Regions from separate parts of the Mus musculus genome. Here region 2 is linked to region 1. A link is a contact called in public Hi-C data. All regions are on one chromosome and are shown on one strand. The core of a region is the stretch at or near the end of the contact, and the rest is flanking DNA. Distances in the headings are between cores, read along the strand shown.

What was found. A called contact is a pair of places that touch in the nucleus more often than the background predicts.
Region 2: a Hi-C map of cerebral cortex shows a contact between it and region 1, with 2.7 times the contacts expected there. The contact joins two enhancer-like sites. A contact is called at or near these places in 8 of 484 Hi-C or Micro-C datasets (LSK cells, cardiomyocytes, cerebellar granule neurons and 5 more), 2 of 115 datasets of contacts at active chromatin or transcription factors (a beta-TC-6 cell line and stem cell-derived neural progenitor cells) and 1 of 9 other capture datasets (embryonic stem cells).

Annotation. Positions count from the first base shown.
Region 1 is chr2:179,584,039-179,588,868 of GRCm38.p6, forward strand. The region is part of intron 2 of Cdh4 (cadherin 4); the gene reads left to right. Among named protein-coding and RNA genes, the nearest start is that of Gm52541, 64 kb to the left of the region's middle. Within about 2 kb of position 2,598, at least 10 of the 459 cell types and tissues checked have an H3K27ac peak or open chromatin away from gene starts, as enhancers often do. A contact at or near this core is called in cerebral cortex, where this site is marked.
Region 2 is chr2:179,854,733-179,859,562 of GRCm38.p6, forward strand. The region is part of intron 6 of Cdh4 (cadherin 4); the gene reads left to right. Among named protein-coding and RNA genes, the nearest start is that of Gm36066, 54 kb to the left of the region's middle. Within about 2 kb of position 2,614, at least 9 of the 459 cell types and tissues checked have an H3K27ac peak or open chromatin away from gene starts, as enhancers often do. A contact at or near this core is called in cerebral cortex, where this site is marked.

The DNA.
Region 1 (4,830 bases), core at 1,348-3,847:
AGAAGGCAATGTAGCACCGGTGTGGTCTCATGCCCCAGGGGCTCCCTGTTACAGGGTGATTTTGAACACTCCCATAGAGAAAGAACTTGAACAACTTTGCTTGCTTTCTAAAAACCACTTGAATAGCAGCATGTGTTGGGGGGGTGGGGGGCAGGTGTTGGTAATGGCTAGGGTACAGCATGAAATCACAGCTGTTAATATCTTGCTGGACACCATTTCTAGCCTTTCCAGTTAAACCTACAGGAGTGACATATCACCAAATAATTTTGTTTTCCTCAATGTATCCATCCATACCAGTGATTTCCTGCAGTGTGAATAATTAGCTCTACTCTTAAGGAGTCCACAGACTGTGACCCACTCCTCTGAGTTTCCGCTCAGACTCCTAAGTTCTCTCTGGTGTGTTCCGTAACCAGTTTCAGAAGAGGGTCACTGTTTGAATAGCATTTCTGCATACACCCCTCTGGTTACATCAGCAGGAACTGAAAAGAGTGGGCCATATGCAGCTGACTGAATGCTGGCCCCTGGGCCAGCCCAGAGTCTTGTGCACAGTGGGAGCTTGAATTGTGCTTATCCCTACTGTGTTAGTGCCCCTGCTGGTGGCCTGGTCAGGGCTGGATGCAGGCAGGTAGCATCTTCCCTGGAGTTACCCGCATTTTTATCAATGAGCAGAGCAGTGCTCTTGTGGGATTATGTACAAACAACTGGCTTCCCATTGCAGACCAGGAAACAAAGGAGATGCAGAAGGGAGAGGAAACAGCATCAGAGGTCAGAGCCCTGCTCAGGCAGACGGGGGACAGTGGGCATCCGGAACCCAGAGCCAGGGTGAGCCTCCAGCCCCTTGAGCGTGAAGTATTTCCCAAACTGTCACAGGCCACTGGCTACACAGCTTGTCCCAGCCTGTCGCTCAGGACTTTCAGAGAGAGAAAGTACTTGAAAAGCCATTATCCGTTTAATCGTCCAAATCTAAACTTCACTTCCCAACGTGCAAACTCGATGGTCAACTGGTTCGCGTGCACTCTGCGTCCTTCAGCCGTCAGTCCATGTCCGTGTGTCTGGGGATGGTTGATCGCAAGAATCAGACAGCAACACTCGGGGCCCACTGCGAGCAGGGGTACGCAGAGATGCTGTGCTCAGGCAGTAATTAAGTCATCCTAGTCCATCTCTCCAAGGGCAGGTTTACATGTAGAGTCCTAAGCATCTTTGGAATGTATCTCATGTGTCAGGAAATTATAGAAGATATGCTCTGATTCCACAGGTCTGTGATAGATCTTAGTCCCCCATTTAAGGATTTCCTTACATGGTGTGGTAGGGGGAGCCGACCTTAAGTAGCTTTATGTGTATGGTTTGATTTCTGAAGAGATTGCTAATCCTAGTGGGGATTTTTCTAAAAGCCTCTGTCCCTGTGCAGCCAGGCTCTTATAATTATCAGATACGGGCTCTTCTTGTGTAAATTCATTGTGGAGCAGGCTCAGCAAATTGCTTTACCTAATGAATTTCAAAGGCAGACTCGGTCCTTGAAGTGTCTTATCTGCTAGGGTTGCCGTTCGAATGTTCTTTGGCTGCTAACTTTGGGCACTTGTTGAAGACTCCCCCAGCACTTTGCAGGGAGTAAGACAGAAAGCAAGAGGAGGGCCTTTCATTTGTTTGCTTCAGGGCTGCTGTAGCAGGGTGTGTGCTTTCCAGAGCTGGGGCTTCCTCTGCACAAGCTCCAAAGCAACTGAACCTGGAGGAGTGGCAGGTGACTAGGTGGGCGGGGGACATGAGTGACATTTATCCAGGTGCTTACCTTTCCCCCATCCATCCCTCCGCCCCACATCCCTAAGTTCTAAGCGCTCTGCCTCCGATAATAACACACTGGAGAGCAGGTACAACCAGATTTCAGTTTCACAACTTCTCAGAAGTTAAAACTCGTGACGCGTTGTCTCCCAACTCAGCCGTGGAGAAAGGGGTTTATTAAGGAGCAGATGAAGAAATGAAAATCAAACTTCCTGGGAAGTAATTATATCGGTTTATAATAAGCCATACGAATTTGAAAAGAAGTGGGGGGGGGGGAGCAAAGCCAGGCAAGGAGTATATCGAGGATATTAAATTAAGTAATTTTAATGTCACCATTTGATATCCAGGAACACGAACAATTTGTAGTTCTCGAAACTGTCAGGTTGAAGCATCCATCTCTCTGCCATGGGAAAGGTGGCAGGGATGTGGGTTATACGTCTCTCTGTATAGAAGAAAAGGAATCTCTGATCCTACTTCAAAGGTGTGGGTTCCTAGGGGGACAAAGACAAAGCAGTTAGGGCTGTGGCTGCTGCTTTTGCTCTTGTCAAGCCCCAGCTCAGTCAGCAGTCCCTAGACAGGTGAGTAGACCTCTCTACAGCATGCTACAACATGCCTCTGAGCTGAGGGTCATTCACAAGTGCCCATGTCCCTGATGTGGGGAGCAAGGGGTGGGTATGCGGAGGAGGGCCCCGTAGGGCTCAGCCTTTAGGAGTCAGTCACAGAGAACAGATGGAGCCGGCAGGCCACCCACCCTCAACACTGTGGCTCCAGGTTTGGCTCTATCTTCTCAACAGCCGAACACATTGCACAAGCTTTCCCACGCAACTGAGATGAAGACTGAAAAGCAGTTGGATCTGACCCAGGCCACCGATGCCGTTCCTCGAGGTGCCCACATGTCCTCGCAGGGTAACCTTCCTCCAGGCTTCTTCGCCAGACAGGGGTGTCCAACATGACACAGGCCCAGTGCTCGAGAAGTAAAGTGAATGGCAGTTCTCCCTGAGGAGAGCAAGGTGTGGGGCTGTGCCGTCACACAAAGAGATACCCAGCGGAGGGCATGCACCAGCTATAGCCAAGCATCAGCAAAGACCCTGTGAGGCAGGGTAAGTGTCAGCTGGACACAGCAACCCTTTCAACAAGCAACACCATTCATGGAAGTCCCAAATCAGAGGCCAAACAGGGGCCTGCACAGGGCTGGTCTTTAACTGTGCCTGACCCTGAGCCCGGCTGTTCCTTGCTCTCAGGAGCCTGTGGATGAGGCTTCTCCACGGAGCTTCCTGAGCAGTGTGGGAAGAGTGGGGCTCCATTCCAGGGGCAGGTGAGAACCATTTAAGGTTTTCTTTTTTTAAACAGCTTTATTGAGATGAAATTTACATACCATAAAATTCACCCTTTTAATGCAGTTCAGTGGTTTTTAGTCTATTCACAGTTACGCAACAACCACCACTGTCTAATTATAGAACTCTTTCCTCACCCCAAAAGCTCCTATGGAATTTATGTCACATGAAGATTTGTGTAACCACCACAGCCAAAATTCTGTATTGGTCCCTCTCCTCCATGAGTGTTTTTTTTTTAATCAGTATGTATATACTTTTAATAAAAATACAATTATATCACACTCCCCTTTCCTTAAAGAAATCAGTATTGAGAGAGATGTCATGTGGAGGGTGACAGCAGAGTGGTTCTCAATGCACAGCATCCATGTAGGACTGACTGATCTGGAACACGGGTGCTGATCTCGGGCTGCCCTCAGAGCCCCCACGAAGGAGACACCCACTGAGCTCATAGGCACAGAGTAGACTCTTAACTCCAGTTACCATGGTTGTCTGTGCTTAGTTCTTCTAGCTGGTAAAGAAGTCTCTGGAAATCCTGGGGAGAGGGTGTCTTTCTCTTTCTGTGGTAGTTGCCAGCCCCCCCAGAAAGATTCCATGTAGGATTTTTAATCAATATGTAGAGATGGGCAAGATTCTTATACAAATAAAGCTAAGATCTGGACTCAGTTCTAAACTCCAGGACCCTACAGTGAGCCAGCAGTCAGCCTACCAAGGCCTTTCTGCATCTCTTGCTCATGCCTAGAAGATGCAAACGGTCATCCAGGATTCTTACGAAATTAGAATCCAAAGTCACAAAACTTTCCTTTGAAGTCCTACTGCTCTTGAGACTTGTTTAACTTGATAACAAGGTCCTCAAAGACCCCGTATTCATCCATATGTCACACCTGCAGCATGGGCCCAGTCCCAGTGAGGTAACTGAATGTGCACACCTGTGAGGGTGTGTGGATGGATAGATGGATGGACAGACGGATGGATACATGAAAGAGTGGGTAAACTGGAGGGGTAGGTGCATATGTACACCTGTGGGTAGAGAGGATATGTATGTATGGATACTATAGTGGAGAATTAGTGGATAAATGGATGGATAAATTACTGTAAAGATCCTTGGTGTATGGACAAATGTATATGTGTATGGATGGGCATATGAATGGATAGATGGATGTGTAGACAGAGTGAAGATTGAATAGGTGGGTGAATGTGTGGATGAATAGATTACAGAGTGGATGATGAGTAAATGGGTTGATGGGTGGGTGGGTGAAAAATGAATTGTTCAGTCCATAAAGGTGCATGAATGGGGGGCTGTGTAAAGACTGATGAGAGAGTAGATGGTTGTATGTGCTGGTAGTTATAGTGAGAAAATGGATAGGTGGGTGGGTGGATGAGTGGGTGGATGGATGGATAGATGAGTGGGTGGATGTTTGGATGGATGGGTGGATGGATGGATGGATGGGTGAATGGATGGATGGGTAGATGGATGGATAGATGGATGGGTGGATGGATGAAGAATGGATGGATGGGTGGGTGGATGGATGGGTGGATGGATGGATGGATGGATGGATAGATGGATGGATGGGTGGATGGATGGATAATGAATGGATGGATGGGTGGATGAATGGATGGATGGTGGATGGATGGATGGATGGATAGATGGATGGATAGATGGATGGATGGGTGGATGGATGGATAATGAATGGATGGATGGGTGGATGAATGGATGGATGGG
Region 2 (4,830 bases), core at 1,364-3,863, 270 kb after region 1:
GGCCCCATGCTGCCCACTGGAATGGCATGGAACTCAGAGCCCAGATCAATCTTCTCCACACTAAGACTCAAAACACCTTCAGCTCCAGCTTCCAAAAGCAGAACCTAAGACTTGAAGGGGAGACACAGCAGCCAGCCCGTGTACCAGGGAGATCACAGCCAGATTCAGACAGGATCTGAGCTCAGAGCCCAGCCTGGCCTCTAAAGCTACCTAGGCCACCCAGGCACATGTCACATAAAGATCACAGCCTCCTGTGCTTAGTCACTGCTGTCAATATCAAGCCCTGTCCTGCCCTATCCTCCCACGTAGTCACCATACAAGCTACAAGGCTAGACCCCCCCAAACTTAGGTCCCCACAGGATGGGAGAGCACGGCCTACTTTAAGAACAGGGATCAGCTTTACACACATTGCTCATCAGGGCAAATCCAAGAAGGGAAGAGGAAGCGGACTCACCAGTGAGGACAGAGGCGAGCAGAGTCTGGAGGGGTGTGACCATGAGCCAGGAACCCTTGGACCTAGAGACCACCTCTAGCAACTGAAAAGCTGGGGTCTCAGGAGGGAAAGTGACACTGGCTGCGAGCATAAACACTGTATAAGCCCCAGTCAGGGACACTTTGTTACAGTAATCCCTGAAGACAAGCACAGAGCCCTGTCAGGAATGCCCTGGAAACCCAGCACTTACTTCCCTCCTATTCTGGAACCTTCCAAGTAACCTGGAGCCAAGGTTATTGGGCCAGGACCATCATCTGTGCATCTCTAGGCACCGTGTGGGAAGTTCCCAGGACTCAGTTTCTTCCCACCAAACCTGGAGGTTCCTCGGCAGGGTCAGTGTGCCGCTCCAGGGCTGTGACTGTGGCTCGTCAGCCTGGACTCCTCAGCCCTTTGGTTCCCACCCACCCCAAGCCTTCTTGCTTTTGTGTCACTAGACAAAGTACTTCTAATCATGTGACTTTTGAGGCCCAGTGAAAACACACTAAATAAAAAGTTCCAGGATAAGGCATAGGCTAGTGCCAGGGATCCGGAGCCCTATGGCTGACACTGGCTGGCCATTGGCCCTGCCCCTGGTCTAGATGGGACAAAGCCAGGTGGGCCCAAGCAAGGACTGCAGGGGGCTGCAGATGAATGTGGAACATTCTCTAGGTTCTCCCTCAAGGCTCCCTCTAAATGTCTCATGCACCCCAGCTGAGTAAGACCCAAGCAGCCTCTCTTACAGGATCCAGGCACTTGACCTGCAAAAATGCAAGCAAGGGTCTGGAGAAAAATGTGTCCTGTCTGTGTCCTCCCCAGGACACTGCCTATGGTCCTCCCCAGGACACTGGCAGCAGCCATAATTCAGGACATGGTCTCCCAGCAGCTCAAGGCCATGCATCTGTCTGTGGGATTCAAGGGTCCTGCAGAGCAATAAATTTGCCCACTTCCCTGCTGAGACCAATAAATCCGGCTCACTGAACACTCTGTAACTCAGTTGTGCAGAACTCAACGCACTCCACTGGGGAAGCAAGAAAACACCATGCTACGAGGGGTCATGATGACATTCATACTCCGTCCCCAAAATCTGGGAGACTGTGGTCTCCTGTCACTCAGGAGACAAGAGACAGCCCCAGGCAACCCAGCAGCAAGCTCTTCTCTAAGTCACCAAGGACACCTGTCTCCTCCTGACTCTCCCTCCCAATGTGGGGGCCATGATGTCCTATGGGTGCCTGGGGAGATAGCATCTTTGAGATGTTGATGCAGCCAGCAACTGCTTCCAGGCTCCTGGACTTTTTGAGGTGCTTCTGTGTGAAAGGGTACTGTGCAGTATTTTACAAGTGAAACATGTTTTTGAAGCCCTGTAGAAGGACTCTTTGAAGCTGTTTCTCCATACACTATTTGGGGGGGGGGCCAGATATGGATCTCTACACATGAGTTATGCTTACAGCCTGGGCATGAGGCAATGCAGACCCAGCCCACCCTGTAATGCAAAGATGTGTCTGTGCCCTGCCCCCACAGCCACTGCCATCCTGTGTCCTGGCCCTCTCTGCTCTCTGCATAGCCCTGGACATGAGACCAGATGAGCGCACTTCCCTTCCTGGCTTCCATGACCACCCTTGCCACAGTTTTTCACGGAGCATGTGCACAACTGTCCTGGACTCCTCACTGTCCCCCCGGGGATGGCTGTGAGCCCAGGTTACATCCATCCACCCAAATTCTAAACATCAGGGTACAAAGGAATAATAGTACTCACTGTGGGACACATGAACAGTCAGACAGACAGAGAGAGAGGGAGAGAGAGGCCAAGAAGGGGAGAGTCGAAAAGGGTAACCACCTCTTAGGCTTGAAGGATAAGCTGACACTCACAGGAGGCAAAAATGGCAGAGGCTGCCCATGAGCCTGCCCCTCAGACTATCAGATGTCCTCAAGGGCCTGCTGCATGGACAAAATAGAGGCCAATGGGTGTAGGACATCCGTGGGCAACAGGAGGGAGGGACTCCGCATCCAGGGCAGCTTTCCAGGCCTCCTCCTCTGCTTTCTCTCTGCACCTTTCAGGAAGAAAAACTAAACCTGCAGAGCCCCTGCTCTGCTCTAGGGCTGGGAATGTTCCTGGGTTGTTTCCATAGCAACCCATGGCCTGCTTCTTCCTTTTGGCTCAAAGTGTTCAAGCCTGGAGCATCCTCACCTCACCCTAAGGGCTGGCGGTGAAAACAGCCAGGTCTCCTGATTTCCAAACCGTGGGTTAGGCTTTAGGAGCTCTTCTCTCTTCCTCAGGAACTTCAGTCCCCACTCCCCACTCTGCTGGCCTCTTCCTTCCCTCCCTCCCTCCCTCCCTCCTTCCTTCCCTCCCTCCTCTATCCTCTCTCTCCAGGGTGGCTGTCTGGACCTCACTCAGCAGGTGGTGGACAAGGGGCAGTCCTGGCACCAGGTTCCCAGACTCTGGCATCCCACATGGAATACTGCGGAGGAGCTGAGAACAGAATGCCCCCCCCAGGTGGCACTGGGCCCCGGGGCCTAAAGGAGGAGAGGGCAGGGAGAGAGGGGGCGCTGGATGGTTCCCACATGGGCGAGAGTCCTTGGTCAGGTCCATGGCTGGAGCACAGGATGGTCTTCTGGCAGGAGGCTAGATGCGGCTCATTAAGAGAAAGCTTATCCCATCATTCAAGCATGGCGGGCCTTGATGAGCAGAGACAGTCTATGGTTTTAGAGCTTTATTGTAGAAAGGCGGGGAGAAAGAAGAGAAGGTAGAAAGAGAGAGAGACCAGCCATGGCCACATGGAGAGAGGGGGAAAGGGAAAGAGAGGAGAGCTAGAGAGTAACAAAGGTGAGAGCTTAAAGAGAGCGAGGAGGGGCCAAGCAGCCCCTCTTATAGTGGACTGGGCTATCTTGCTGTTGCCAGGTAACTGTGGGGAGGAGCATTATAGTCAGGTAACTGTGCGGGTAGAGTATAGCCAGAATACCAGAAGCTTAGGACATTGTCTGCGTGACTGAGTCACAGAATTATGGACAGGAACCTGATTCTGGGAACATGGCTCGCCTTTCCATCCCTTGTAGATTTCTCTGTTGGGTCACCAAAGCAAGCGCCATTCAACCAAATTAGGCTGCCTATCACAGTCCCACACTTTCTCTCTCCTCCTTCCCTCTCCTCTCTCCCTTCTCTCTCCCTCCCTCCATTCCTTCTTCTCCCTCCCTCCTTCCCTCCCTCCCCATCTCTCCCTCCCTCTTTTTCTCCTTCCCCAACACACATTTTATCATCTGATGCCCAAGTGACACCCATTCACTCTTAGAAGAAAATCACCAGATCCTGCCTAGCCTGCCAGACTCACTCAGCAGCTGCTACAGGTTGTGTGGTCATGTGTCAGTCTCTCTCCTCGCTGTTACACATTGTTACTTTAAAGCCCAGTGTTGGCCTCAGTGAACCCAGCATAGAAGCCTCAAGTGTTCTCACCAGTCTTTGTCTCAGACCCGTCCTAGTTTACATAGTAGCCAGAACCCCTTTGCAAACTTGCCCAACGAACTCCTTCCTCTGCCCTCCTAGATATGAACTGCTCTCCTAGATATGAACTTCGTGACAAGAGGATATATTTTCCAGCTAACTATGTTTTGAGCTCACTACAGATTCATAACTATGGCCTGTCCACTCTGCTCCCCCAGCAAGGGCCACTCCTCCCCAGGGCCTTTGCTTCTCCAACCAGGGTCTACATCCTCTCCTATCCCAACTCCTCTCTCAGAACGCCTCTTCTGCCTCCTCTGCCGACCACATTTTCGTCAGTTCATTTTGATCTTACTGTGCAGCCTAGGCTGACCTAGAACCTGGCCAATCTTGAACTTGTGGCAATCCTTCATCCTCAGCCTCCTGGGTGCTGAGATCCCAAGAGTGTCCCACTGGGGATGGTGGCAGTCCACCTTCCCACTCAGCTAACGTGTGTATCTTTTTGTGAACATGGGCCTCCCTTATTCTTAGGAAACACTGTTCATTTGCAGTTCAGTGTCTGCTGTCTGTGGTGCTTCTCTCAGTATCCGTGAGAATGGGTTAACAGTTCTCTGCCTGACCTCGTTCATAAAGCTGAGCGCAGGGCATGACACCCGGCACGCCACAGTCAGTAAGTGTAGCATGCTCGTCTCATTCACACAGTGGAGTAGTACTCAGTTATAAAAAAAAGAGGGAAGTTCTGAAATTCTAGGCTCCGTGAACAAAGCCAGACACAAAAGGCCACAGATCATGTCACCTTGTTACATGAAGCACCCAGAATAGGCAAATCTGGAGAAACAGAAATCAGACTGGAGCCTGGAAAACTGGGAGAAAGGATAAGGAGGGAACTGGTGATGGGTGTGCCTTCTCTCCGGGGTGAGGATTG